2 separate regions of the Sus scrofa genome follow, and region 2 is linked to region 1. A link is a contact called in public HiChIP or PLAC-seq data. All regions are on one chromosome and are shown on one strand. The core of a region is the stretch at or near the end of the contact, and the rest is flanking DNA. Distances in the headings are between cores, read along the strand shown. Region 1 overlaps DNAJB4 (dnaJ homolog subfamily B member 4). Region 2 overlaps MIGA1 (mitoguardin 1).

What was found. HiChIP or PLAC-seq counts read pairs in DNA pulled down with a chosen protein or histone mark.
Region 2: an H3K27ac HiChIP or PLAC-seq map of skeletal muscle shows a contact between it and region 1. The contact joins two enhancer-like sites. A contact is called at or near these places in 1 of 47 Hi-C or Micro-C datasets (skeletal muscle) and 2 of 2 datasets of contacts at active chromatin or transcription factors (alveolar macrophages and skeletal muscle).

What each region holds. Positions count from the first base shown.
Region 1 is chr6:135,254,114-135,257,086 of Sscrofa11.1, forward strand. All of the region lies in intron 1 of DNAJB4 (dnaJ homolog subfamily B member 4), which reads right to left. Among named protein-coding and RNA genes, the nearest start is that of DNAJB4, 26 kb to the right of the region's middle. Within about 2 kb of position 1,323, at least 67 of the 83 cell types and tissues checked have an H3K27ac peak or open chromatin away from gene starts, as enhancers often do. A contact at or near this core is called in alveolar macrophages and skeletal muscle, where this site is marked.
Region 2 is chr6:135,464,808-135,467,717 of Sscrofa11.1, forward strand. All of the region lies in intron 7 of MIGA1 (mitoguardin 1), which reads right to left. Among named protein-coding and RNA genes, the nearest start is that of MIGA1, 46 kb to the right of the region's middle. Within about 2 kb of position 1,459, at least 14 of the 83 cell types and tissues checked have an H3K27ac peak or open chromatin away from gene starts, as enhancers often do. A contact at or near this core is called in alveolar macrophages and skeletal muscle, where this site is marked.

The DNA of each region.
Region 1 (2,973 bases), core at 73-2,572:
ACATTTATATGGAGATGATGGACAATTTAAAATGCAGAATGATAAAAGAATAATCTTAAATTACTCCCCATTTACTGTATTCAATTAGGTTCTGATCCCACAATGCGAGAAAAAAAAATTGTGGCAGAGAGAGGAAAAGGAAGTTATCATGCTTTCCTCTACTTAGATAGTAAAATTTCAAAAGAAATAATGTTACCTAAAAGTAAATCAATAATCGTTCTAACTAGGTGGCCATTTTAGGTCAAAAATTGTATTTCTGAGATCTCATTTTCTTGGCACACAATTACTGTTTACAATTAAGCTAAAAACTTGTTCTGGTATTTTATGACATCAGGAAAATTCTTTCCTCTCCAGGCAGAATGCCAAAAACAACTACAGCTAAATGCCTGGGCCTTCTGCTTCTCAGAGAGACGATTCTGTCCTGTTTAATCTAAACTAGCTTTGCCATGAGAAAGGCAGAAAACTTCTTTTGTTTTCGTGAATAAAACATAAACTATTCAGAATTTGAACTGCCAATGTTAAAATTCTAAACGATGGAAGAATCTCTATTGGTTCTGGCAGAATATTCATTAGAAAACAAAACAGGTTGCATAAGACTTTTGACACAATTTCTTAATGGGTATGAGAATGTAAGGTTTCTTTTCAAATAAACCATGTTAACATTATAAATCTAATGGCAATATATATCACAAAATGTCAAAATCTGAAAAAGGGCAAACAAGCACATTTCATTCATAGCTATGCAACATTCATTCATATAATTAGAAGTGAAATCTTGTTTTTATCCATTATTTGTCTTTCTACTTTTGATATGTCAGAGAATTTAATAACAGAAGGCTGAGAGAGAGAGATCGAGAGCGCCGGAGGCAGAAAGATGTACAGTGAATACTTACCTTCCTCCCCAAACTGATCATATATTTCTCTCTTTTTAGGATCACTCAATACTTCATAAGCTTCTGCGACCTCTTTAAATTTTTCCTCCGCCTGAGGAGATTTGTTCTTGTCCGGATGAAATCTGAGGGCTTGTTTTCGGTAAGCCTTTTTAATATCTTCATCTGAAGCTCCTTTTTCAATTCCCAAAATGCAATAATAGTCTTTCCCCATTTCGAATGCCTTGAAATGAACTTAGATTTCCCTTTGTGACAGAAAACAGCGTCCCCAGTCTCAGCAATACAATGATTCTAAGAAAAAGAAACCCAGCTGGGTATTTTAAAAGTTAAAGCAAATCAGCAATTCAGCTTCGCTGTCTTAAAGCGGCAAGCAGGCAGCGTCTCCGTATTTAATTCCTTCCCCAACAGCTCACTTACAGATAAATATACACTACACGGGAGACGGCCTCCTTCTAGATCCTCCCATTTTCACTACGTGTCTCTGTACTTTCTAGAACAGCAAATGCTACGGACGTCACTTCCCCAGCTGCCTCTAGTCAAAGTACTCGGCTAGGTTTTCTCCTCCTCCACGATTAACTATTCATTTTCCTTCTGGCTCTACCATTTTTATTTCCTTTTTAGGAAGCCAAGCGGATTAAGACACCAATATTTCAGCATTTATTTATTCCATTCTAGGTGACAAAGCAACAAAAAAATCATTACAGCTGTTAAGCATCTTAACATTACAATGTTAAAATTACTATACAATAAAAGTACCTTGAACTTATTTTAGGTATTTTAATTTCAAGTTATTCAAATGTAAGACAGACAATACTAAATATGGTTTAAAACTGTCGATAATTTGTGTCATTTTCAAACTTCCTAGGGTCTGCTAATCAAAAATGCCAGAAATTTCACATCGTAAAAGGCTATAGATTATAAATATCAAAAGCAAAAATTTTAAATAAGGACTTAAATGTGATTGTAGCTGATGATCTTAACTAGTTTTTTTGTAGTATACAAGAGTTAATAGTTCAGGCAAACTAATGCTTGTGAAAGCTTCATACCTAATTTTAGTTACTTCAACTAAAACAGAATGAGATCTGCCCTCCCCATTCCTAGGGTCACCATAAGAATTTTTATGCTGCTTCAGTAAAGCTAGAAGACAGGTTGCAGACAGTCAAAACTCTTAACCAGATCAGTTTAAAATCTGGATATGCTATTTATGAGGCAGAAATATGAGAAATATTTTTCCTTGAAAAACACATTTTCCCTTATTATAAATATAATTACTCATTAAGATTTTAGAAAACACAGAAAGAAAAAAGAATAAAATAAAAACTTTCCTATCATACCGTTTTAGGTAAACCCTGCCAAATGTTAGTATATTTCCTTCTAATCCCTTTTTTCTGTAACTATTCATGGTTATTTTTGTCGTTTTGTATTTGTTTTTTTATAACAAAGTTTATGTCATATATCATTTATGTACTCTTTTGATGCCTGCTTTTTAAAATATAAATGTTGGGTATTTATAAGAAATATTTTCAATGTCTGTAACTCATCTTTTATCTCCTATTTGGTTTCATTATCTTTTCAGAAATGTTCCCAATTCTAATATGATATTGGAAAGATGAATTACTAAGATGTCAAAAGAACTGCACAGAGCATTATACATAAATATCTTGTCTGTAAAATTGAAAGACAAAAGAACATTTATCAGAAAAAGTAAACATACATATACATATAGAGTATAGTGGAAAGGTAATGATCACAGGTTAATCTTTAAAGATTCGAGAACACCTACTCTATAGACCAAGCAGCTTTACATTAGTGATTCAGCAATTCTTTCATAATGTTTACTTTTGTGCATTTTGACAGCTAGGATTTGCTCTTTCTCAAAACTCTCTACTTTCAAAACACCTTGGTATAAAAATAAATAATATCTATCCAGCCTACTTAAAAGTTACAGAGGTTTGTCAGCTATTCAGCAAAAATTTTAGTCCCACCAAGGAATACTCAATGTCAAAAGATAAACTTTCAAATTGAAAAACCTTACGGAAAAATGCTAATATCCAAAATCACCATAAGATGCCTACTTTTTTTC
Region 2 (2,910 bases), core at 209-2,708, 210 kb after region 1:
TTTGGCCACCCACAATAGCATGTAGATGTTCCAAGGCTAGCGATGGAACCTTCGGCACAGCAGCAACCCAAGCTGCTGCAGTGACAATGCCAGATCCTTAACCTGCTGCACCATCAGGGGAACTACCTAGATTCATTAATTCTTGATGTGTTATAACTTACAGTTTTTGCCTATGTGAAATAGTACATGCTCAAAACAGCCTGATCCTAGGCACTACCCAAAAGGAGAGTTCCACAACAGTTGTCTCTGGCTTTCCCTATTTATCAAAACTTCTTATATGCCATGATTGGCCAACATAACAACTGTGACTCCTAACTGGGAAATACAGCTGCCAATACAAAATGAGTAATAGAAGGAAAGAGAAAAGGAGTAATAGCATTTTCTACTCTTTTTTTAGAAGAAAGAAATGGATGACCCAAAGGGCCAAAAGTAATTAAAGGCAGGTCTGCAGTTATAGAGACTTCTGTGGGGCCACTAGAACAGCTGGTCACTCTGTACTACACAAAAGGCCAACGGGACAAGTGGGGGCAGACTCCAGCCCTCATCCTGGGCTTGCATCTTTCTCAAAGAAGGTCAACCTTTTTCTTATCACAAAGGTGCCCTCCCCGAGTTCCCATCGTGGTTCAGTGGTTAACGAATCCAACTAGGAACCATGAGGTTGCAGGTTCAATCCCTGGCCTTGCTCAGTGGGTTAAGGATCCGACGTTGCCATGAGCTGTGGTGTAGGTTGCAGACGCGGCTTGGATCCCATGGTGCTGTGACTCTGGTGTAGGCCAGCGGCTACAGCTCCGACTGGACCCCTAGCCTGGGAACCTCTATATGCTGAGGGAGTGACCCAAGAAATGGCAAAAAGACAAAACAAAACAAAACAAAAAACCCAAAGGTGCCCTTTCCAAGAGGCTACATGGGCCTTTATCTAAATCATACAAAGGACCTGGACGGGCTAACGTAGGTCCTAGACCTAGAAATCCAAGCAGATAAGACACAACTTAAATACAAAAAAGACAAAGGTAAGCAGCAGGAGCACCCCATCAATCTTCATTATACTGCTTTCATCTCTGAACTTACTCTGACTTGCATATATAACACCAGTTAGACCTCATTTTATAGCATTGTTAAACATTTTGAAATTGAGATTATGAGCTTTAATGCAAAAGAGGAAATTACAGGGCAAACTTCTCATGTGTTCTGCAATTTGCTGTCTGTATATTTAGAGGACTGAGTATACAAGTTAAGCCTGTAATTCATGTCACTCCCTAAAAATAAACCCTCAGGGAGTTTATCCTCTGGCCACAGTGATTTTGCAGGAAAGGAAAAGGACAAGGCCTTATAGAGTGTCAACTCCAGGCTGTCTGACATTTGACTCGTGATGATAGGTTGAGGTTATTTCCTTCTGCTGCCAAGCTCTTTCATTGCTAAATGTTCTATCTGGCTGCTTTCCAAAAAGAAAAGAAAAATATCTCTCCAGTGGTCAGGAGGTCCCACTTTACAGCTTTTCCCGGTCTCTGCCAGAGAATTTGTGCAGTCAGTACTCAGCTAGAAAAATTCCTAATTTTCTCTTGAAGGACGTCTCACTGTCTCAATGAAATCCTATGCATAAGTGAACATAAAGATGTATAAAATATTTACATTGTACCAGTCAACTCTTTCACAAGATCCTGCAAACACACAAATTTGACCATGACTTATAATTTTCAGTGGCTCCCTTTTGCCTAAAAGCATAAAACAAGGACCTTCAGGAGTTCCCACTGTGGGCACATCAGGTTAAGGCTCTGGCATTATCTCGGTGGCACTGGTTCAATCCCCAGCCTGGTGCAGTGGGTTGAGTATTGCTGCAGCTGTGGCAGAGGTTGCAGCTGCAGGTCTCATTTGATCCCTGGACTGGGAACTTCCATATGTCTCAGGAGCAGCCATTAAAAAAAAAAAAAAAAAAAAAAATCAATCAATCAATCAATCAAGGACTTTCTTGATTTATCTCCTGCCCATCTTTCTAGATTCACCTCCCACCACTCTCCTACATGTGCTGTGTTCCCAAGACATACCAAACAACTTAAAGTTCCCTGAATTAGTTCCCTCCACTCTACACCTTGACCCATGTTGTTCCCTCTCCTGGGAATGCCCTTTTCTCAAGTTCCTAGTGGACAGTCTTTCTCCAAGTGTCGCACTTTTCTTTGGTGTTTCAATAGCACCTTCTAAACAGATTATTACAGCACTTACTCCACTGTGGTATAAATTTTTTTTTTTTTTTTGCTTTTTGCTTTTTGCTTTTTAGGCCCACACCTGCAGCATATGGAGGTTCCCAAGCTAGGGGTCCAATCGGAGCTACAGCTGCCAGCCTACACGATAGCAACTCAGGATCCAAGCCACATCTGTGACTTATACTACAGTTCATGGCAATGCCAGATCCTTAACCCACTGAGCAAGGCCAGGGATCAAACCCACAACCTCACGGTTCCTAGTCAAATTCGTTACTGCCGCACCACAACAGGAACTCCAAAAATTTTTAATGCCTATCTCCAAAATAAGACTCTGGGTTGCCTAAAAGCAAGAATGAAATCTTCATTTTTGTCTCTTCAGTGCCTTATATCATGTTTGACATATACTAGGAAATCAAATGTTTGCTAAATAAATATTTCAGACCTAAGATTATGAGTTTGTTCTGTTCAAAAAATAGATTACAAAGAGGCATGAACACATCTGAAATATGAAAGCAATTCTGTTAAGCTACAAAAATTCCTAGTTTGTTTTTAAGGGCTAAATTTGTTCCTACACATCAGTATAAAAGAATTTCAAAGTCCTTTGCTTCAGCCAAAAATACAACATTTATCAAACTTATGGCTTAAGACTTGCCTGCTGTTGTGCTATTACAAATACATACTATTCTTTACAGAAAATGTAACCATACAAACT